2 separate regions of the Mus musculus genome follow, and region 1 is linked to region 2. The links are chromatin contacts, called in public HiChIP or PLAC-seq maps. All regions are on one chromosome and are shown on one strand. Each heading gives the region's core, a stretch centred on a gene start, on an enhancer-like site or on the middle of the called end of the contact. The rest is flanking DNA. Distances are from core to core; before and after follow the strand shown.

Region 1 (2,700 bases), core at 98-2,597, 100 kb before region 2:
CATATTGTTCAGTTGACAGCTTCATCATAAAACTTATTTTTTGATGGAAGTATGAAATGTTCAAACCAATTTTAAAAATCACCAGACTTCCAGGAAGTGTGTCCCCACGATGTGGAGGAAAATAACAGTGATGACAAAAACGGAAAAGATGAAAATTGGAGAGGTAGCCAGGCAGAGAAGTAATTCAAACAGGCACCGTGTTCTCCCTCTGTTCTCCCCTAAAATAAAAGAGAGAGAAACCCAGAGACATTTCCAGTTTTGCTTTTAATCATCTCCAAGTCCTGTCTTGAATTTGGAGAGATTGGTGTTTTAAAAATATTTCCTTCTTTTAAACATGCTCTGGAGGCCACACAACAGTTTTCAAGGGGAAACACAGCACCCCTCTTTTCTTGAGGTCTCTTAGGGTGTTCTCAACCCCTTGCCGTTTCAAAGTTGTTTGCAGAATTGCTTTTGTGATTCAGAAGGGGGTCATCTGGGGACTTTGTCACAAGGCTGGGTACAGTCTGTGAGCCCCGAGTAGTTCAACAGCTTTCAGCTTAGGAACAGGCTCCAGGGCTACATGGTGTTTACCATGGTGATAACTGTGAACAGTTGAAATGTTTGGTATTTGTATTTCCAAAAAGGAAATATATCACCAAGAACAGAGCCCCAAACTAATAGGATGGTTTGTTGCACGTGTACATGTGTATGCATGCGTGCATATACGTGTGTGTGTGTGTGTGTGTGTGTACACCCACACGTGTGCATGTGTGTTGTGTGTTTTTTAAGCAAACCTCAGTGTGTCATACATACTCTCCTATACTTCCCCTCCCTTGTTCCATATGAGGGTGCCTTCTTATCTCACAGGGTTGTTTTGTTTTTTTTTTCTATAACAGAATGCCGCTGATGCTCTTTTTTCTATATGAACCCTGCATTTAATACTTATCCATAAGCAAAGGAACAGTATCTTATCTTGCAGATCCAGTCTGTGCTGAACCTTGCCAGTGTCCCACCTCTTTATTCTTAGAGTCTTTTCTTCCTTTATGATCTCCTGAAACAGACAATGACTTCAGAAGCCCGGTGCCTCTTCATTTAACAGAGGCCATCCTGTACAAAGCCACTACTGAGTTCAGACCACCACAATTTGTCTTTCTTAAAATCACATTGTTTTAGTTGTGTCTGCTTTATTCCCTGTGTGAAAGGAGAATGAACACAGATGAGTTTACTATGAGGTTTGTACCGCTATAGTCTGTGCACAAAATCATGCCAAAATTCCTTTTCTATGGGAGAGTAGCAGCCACAGAGCCAACGAGGTCCTCTCCGGCCCAGACCTAAGTATAATGCTGCCTGATACTGCCAGAGACGCTGTAGGGAAGGGGCTATCCGCCGGAACAGATTGCATGGGGAAGACTGGGCCCCTCTGGCTTAGCTGAGTACCAGGCTGACCATTTATCACTGTCAGAGAGGAAGGGGTGGGAGCGGGGAGTCGCCCGGCCACTCCTGCTCAGCTGCTGACTGACAGCTGACAGCATCATGTGCCACCTCCATGCAACCCATGTGCCATCAAGCGAGAGTGTAGCTACCTGCTTGGGCTGCTGACAGGTTCACAGAGAAGAAAGAAAAGATCAGCAGAGTGCTCTGGGCTGTCAGTGAACTGTGAACTGCCTGCTCTGCACAGTGCTGTGTGCAACCGTTAGTGGCAGCTGACTTCAGTGTGCACAGGAAGCGCTGGGTTAGGCTCCCAGGAAATAATATGGCTGGTGATTGGCGGAGAAGATGCCTCTGAGGTCTATGCACCTTAATTACATTCCAAGGACTCGACTGTGCTGTGAAGCTGTTATTTTAATATGCCCAAACTGATCTCTCTAACAACTATCAGGGAGAAAGTGAATAGCTTTGCATCAGCCATATACCAGGGCCATAAAGCAATGTGAACCAGCAAAGCCCAGACCCTACCACTCTTAGAAGACAAATATTTTTCAAAACAATATTAGAAGTATGATTTTTCTGTTTACCATGCATATTAAAATCTACATTGTGCTTTAGAAGTCATAAAACACTGAGACATGTTAGTATGGAAGGGACTGGTCTTGACTTACTCCTGTATGCTGGCATTTTCAACTGTTCCATTTACAAGGATCTCACTGAATCCTTTGGCTGAAACACAGATCTTAATCCATAAGGTAGCTTAATTTTAAATGCAGTTTATACTCTCAAGATTATCTGTTTTTCAATGTATGTAATATTGGATATGTGGGTGCCTGTGAGTTTGCAGCATGTGTGCACATGTGCCACACACATGTGCATGTAGAGGCTAGATGATGACATAGGTATGTTCTTCTATTGGTTTCCACATTGCCATTTGAGACAGACTCTGTCAGAGAACCTGCCATTCACTGATTGACTAGACTGGCTGGCCATTGTGTTCCAAGGATTTCCTGTCCCCCCTCCTCAGCACTGGTGTTACCGATGAGTGCAACCATGCTTGCTTGCTTCTTTATATAAATGCTGACCATTTGAACTCAGAGCCTTGTGCTTGGAGGGCAGGTGCTTTCCTAACTAAACTATCTCCCCTACTCCAAGGCGATCTGATTTTGATAGTCATTAGGAATTACTTGTGTTAATGGGGAGAGATTTCATGAAGTCAGGAAATTTCCATCCTACAACGTGTGCACTCCCAAGTGCAGAAGTCAGCTGCAGTGCTTCAGTGTGGTGATTATT
Region 2 (2,700 bases), core at 157-2,656:
CTGTGGGGCAGGTCTTGAGGCTTACAGTGGGATCCTGCTTCTCGTCCAGTCTCTGCTCCCTGCTGTCCAGTGAGCTAAGCAAGCAGAATCGAAAGTTCTGCCACTGTGCCTTTCTCCACTTCATGGCACCATATCCCTCAAACCATTAGCCAAAATAAATCCCCTTTAAGTTGCTTCTCACTGTGCTGACAAGAAAAATCACTAGCAAACCTAGTTATTAAGGCTAAATCATGAACAAAATTAGAAAATGCTTTAATTAGGCAATGATTAGGGTACTATATATATATCCAAGTTCACAGGGCATGGCTAAACAGATCGTAAACCCATCTGTGAGAAGACAGAAGGGCATCCATCTCAAGATGCAAGAAAACCAACCACAAAGTAATCTCAAATGGTAGGAAAGAGATCATTAAGAACATAAACCAATGATGTGGAGTTCAAACCACAGCAGAGGAGACATGAAAGCCAAGACTTCCTATATGTATATTCAACTGGTTAACTGTTAGAATAGTTGATCAACAACAACAGAACAAACAAAAGAATAAAACAGGGCCGAGAATCCCAGTATGAAGAATAAAAACATGGAATCTCAATACAAACACTGGACATACTGCCAGACTCAGAGGACACCTGCAGCAATGAACTTGAGACAAAAAGTTACATTGAAAATAAACCCCTTAAAAAATAGGGCCCAACAGAATGAAACAACCCTGGGATCCTTAGAGAAACTGAATCCATACTTGATAAGATCACATGCTTCAATGAGTTTTACCAACATTTACTAGGGAAATAGTTGCCGGCTTGTGGGATGCCTTCCAAGGGCTGAAGAGAACGGAATCTTGATACCCACATCTGAGCACAGGAGAAAGCAAGATCACAGTACAGTCTCACCTAGGAGAATGTTTGCAGAAATCCCCAGTGGGCTGTTAGCCAACTGAGATTGGTGGCATCTTGAGACAGGATCCATGACCAAGTGGATTCCAGAGCACATGGTTCAGCAGTTCAGCATTAACCGAGAAAACCGAACAGGGTGTTTCCTGGACAGATGAAAAGAAAAACACGGCTACTGGTATGCAACACAAGTTAGTATTCATAAATGAGAAAAGCATGGGAAAGAGTCTGTACAAAGACTCACTGGGTGCACATGCGCTACTGAACAGTGCACTACTCAGAAACTGCAGCGTGTTGGAGCAACTACTGTAGTTTTGTTTGTTTTTATGTGTTTTGCTTGTTTATTCATTTCTTACTCCCTCTGTAGCCCAGGGCAACCTGGAACTCATTATCATGTAGCACATGCTGGTGTCAAACTCACAAGTGTTGCCGTTAGCGATGTACACTCTGTTACAGCCTCTAATCTGCCTTGTACTGGCATGGGTAGGGATCCTCCTTCAGACCTAAGTTAAGGAGAGAAGCAAAGGGAATGACTGAGGAATGCTCACTTCTCCCCAGCTCTCTGGGATTTCCTCTTCTTCTAGTGGTCAAGTGACTGAGTTCTGACCAATGGAATATGGCAAAAAGACATCTGCCACTTCCAGTCTTAACTCCTAAAACTCCAGCCTAGCCCCTGAGCTCTAAAAGTGGGAAGCAACTTGAGTAGGGAAGCAACCTACCAAAGAGACATCAGCCTCCACCAAGCTAGGCCCCCTAGGCACTCAGGGGGCAGGAGGGGTTAGCAGCCCTTTTTACTAAATGAACTTTGCATGAGCAAAAGATAAACGATTAGGTTCATCCCTGAGAATTTCAGATAGAGGTTCCTTGAGGGTGAGTGTCGTTAATGAATCTCTAATTGTGTTCACTTAGCCATGGGGCAGCTGGAAGATCCAGTAATGAACGGACTTCGCTTAGACTTCCTCTTAGATTATTTTGTAAATTTAGTATAAACCCCAGTGAAAACCTACAGTCCTGCTGCTGTGCTGTTGCTATTCTTGCTCTCTCCTCCTCCACCCCCTTCTCCTTCAGACTTAAAAAAAAAAAAGATTCCCATGTATTTATAAAAGCAAATGTTTTCTTATATAACAACAAGAACACAGGAACTTTTTTCTTCTGCAAGTCTTGACTCATTGTGAACCTCACCAGTTAAGCTGCAGTGCATTTGATGTGGGGAAAGATAAACAGACAGTGCAGGGGAGCAAAGTAAGATGTGGATGTGCCGGAGGACAGAGCTACCACACCACCCGCTTCGCCCACTACTGGGGAGAGGGCTTTTTAGTTAATAAAGACGCCTTTTTGTTGTTTGTTTGTTGTTTTGTCTTTCCAGATCCTTAGGAGGGAGAATCTGCCTCATGCCATGCACAAAAATTAGTACCTTGTACATTTAAGACCTAAGAGCAAAGGTAAAATATGCAGGACTTCCAGGTGAATGACTTCACTATAGTGTGGGGTCTGGAAGTGATTCCTATAAAAGACACTAAAAGTGATAACCAAAAAAAAGGCAAAATAAGTTTGATAAATTCGTCCTTCTCAAAATTTTGGCTTATCATAAATCATTGTGGGGGCTGGAGTAATTACTAAGCAGTTTAGAGCACTGGCTGCTCTTACAAAGGACCCAGGTTCAATTCCCAGTACATCATGGTGTCTCACAACCATCTGTAACTCTAGCTGCAAAGGATCTACACCTTCTGGTTGCTGAAGGCACCATACAGACACCAGGTGTACATGAAGGTAAACACTCCTACACATAAATTAAATATAAATAAAAAT

What was found. HiChIP or PLAC-seq counts read pairs in DNA pulled down with a chosen protein or histone mark.
Region 1: a contact with region 2 is called in an H3K4me3 HiChIP or PLAC-seq map of the SCID.adh cell line, with 8 read pairs. The contact joins two enhancer-like sites. A contact is called at or near these places in 6 of 484 Hi-C or Micro-C datasets (CD8 T cells, cerebral cortex, double positive thymocytes and 3 more), 5 of 115 datasets of contacts at active chromatin or transcription factors (the SCID.adh cell line, bone marrow-derived macrophages, double positive thymocytes and 2 more) and 1 of 9 other capture datasets (embryonic stem cells).

The regions. Positions count from the first base shown.
Region 1 is chr14:64,322,683-64,325,382 of GRCm38.p6, reverse strand. The region is part of intron 1 of Msra (methionine sulfoxide reductase A); the gene reads left to right. Among named protein-coding and RNA genes, the nearest start is that of Gm52131, 10 kb to the right of the region's middle. Within about 2 kb of position 1,347, at least 79 of the 459 cell types and tissues checked have an H3K27ac peak or open chromatin away from gene starts, as enhancers often do. A contact at or near this core is called in the SCID.adh cell line, where this site is marked.
Region 2 is chr14:64,219,432-64,222,131 of GRCm38.p6, reverse strand. The region is part of intron 4 of Msra (methionine sulfoxide reductase A); the gene reads left to right. Gm52132 (a long non-coding RNA gene) reads right to left here. Exons shown (of 3, transcript XR_003951180.1): 1 at 892-2,700. Among named protein-coding and RNA genes, the nearest start is that of Gm52132, 4.9 kb to the right of the region's middle. Within about 2 kb of position 1,406, at least 7 of the 459 cell types and tissues checked have an H3K27ac peak or open chromatin away from gene starts, as enhancers often do. A contact at or near this core is called in the SCID.adh cell line, where this site is marked.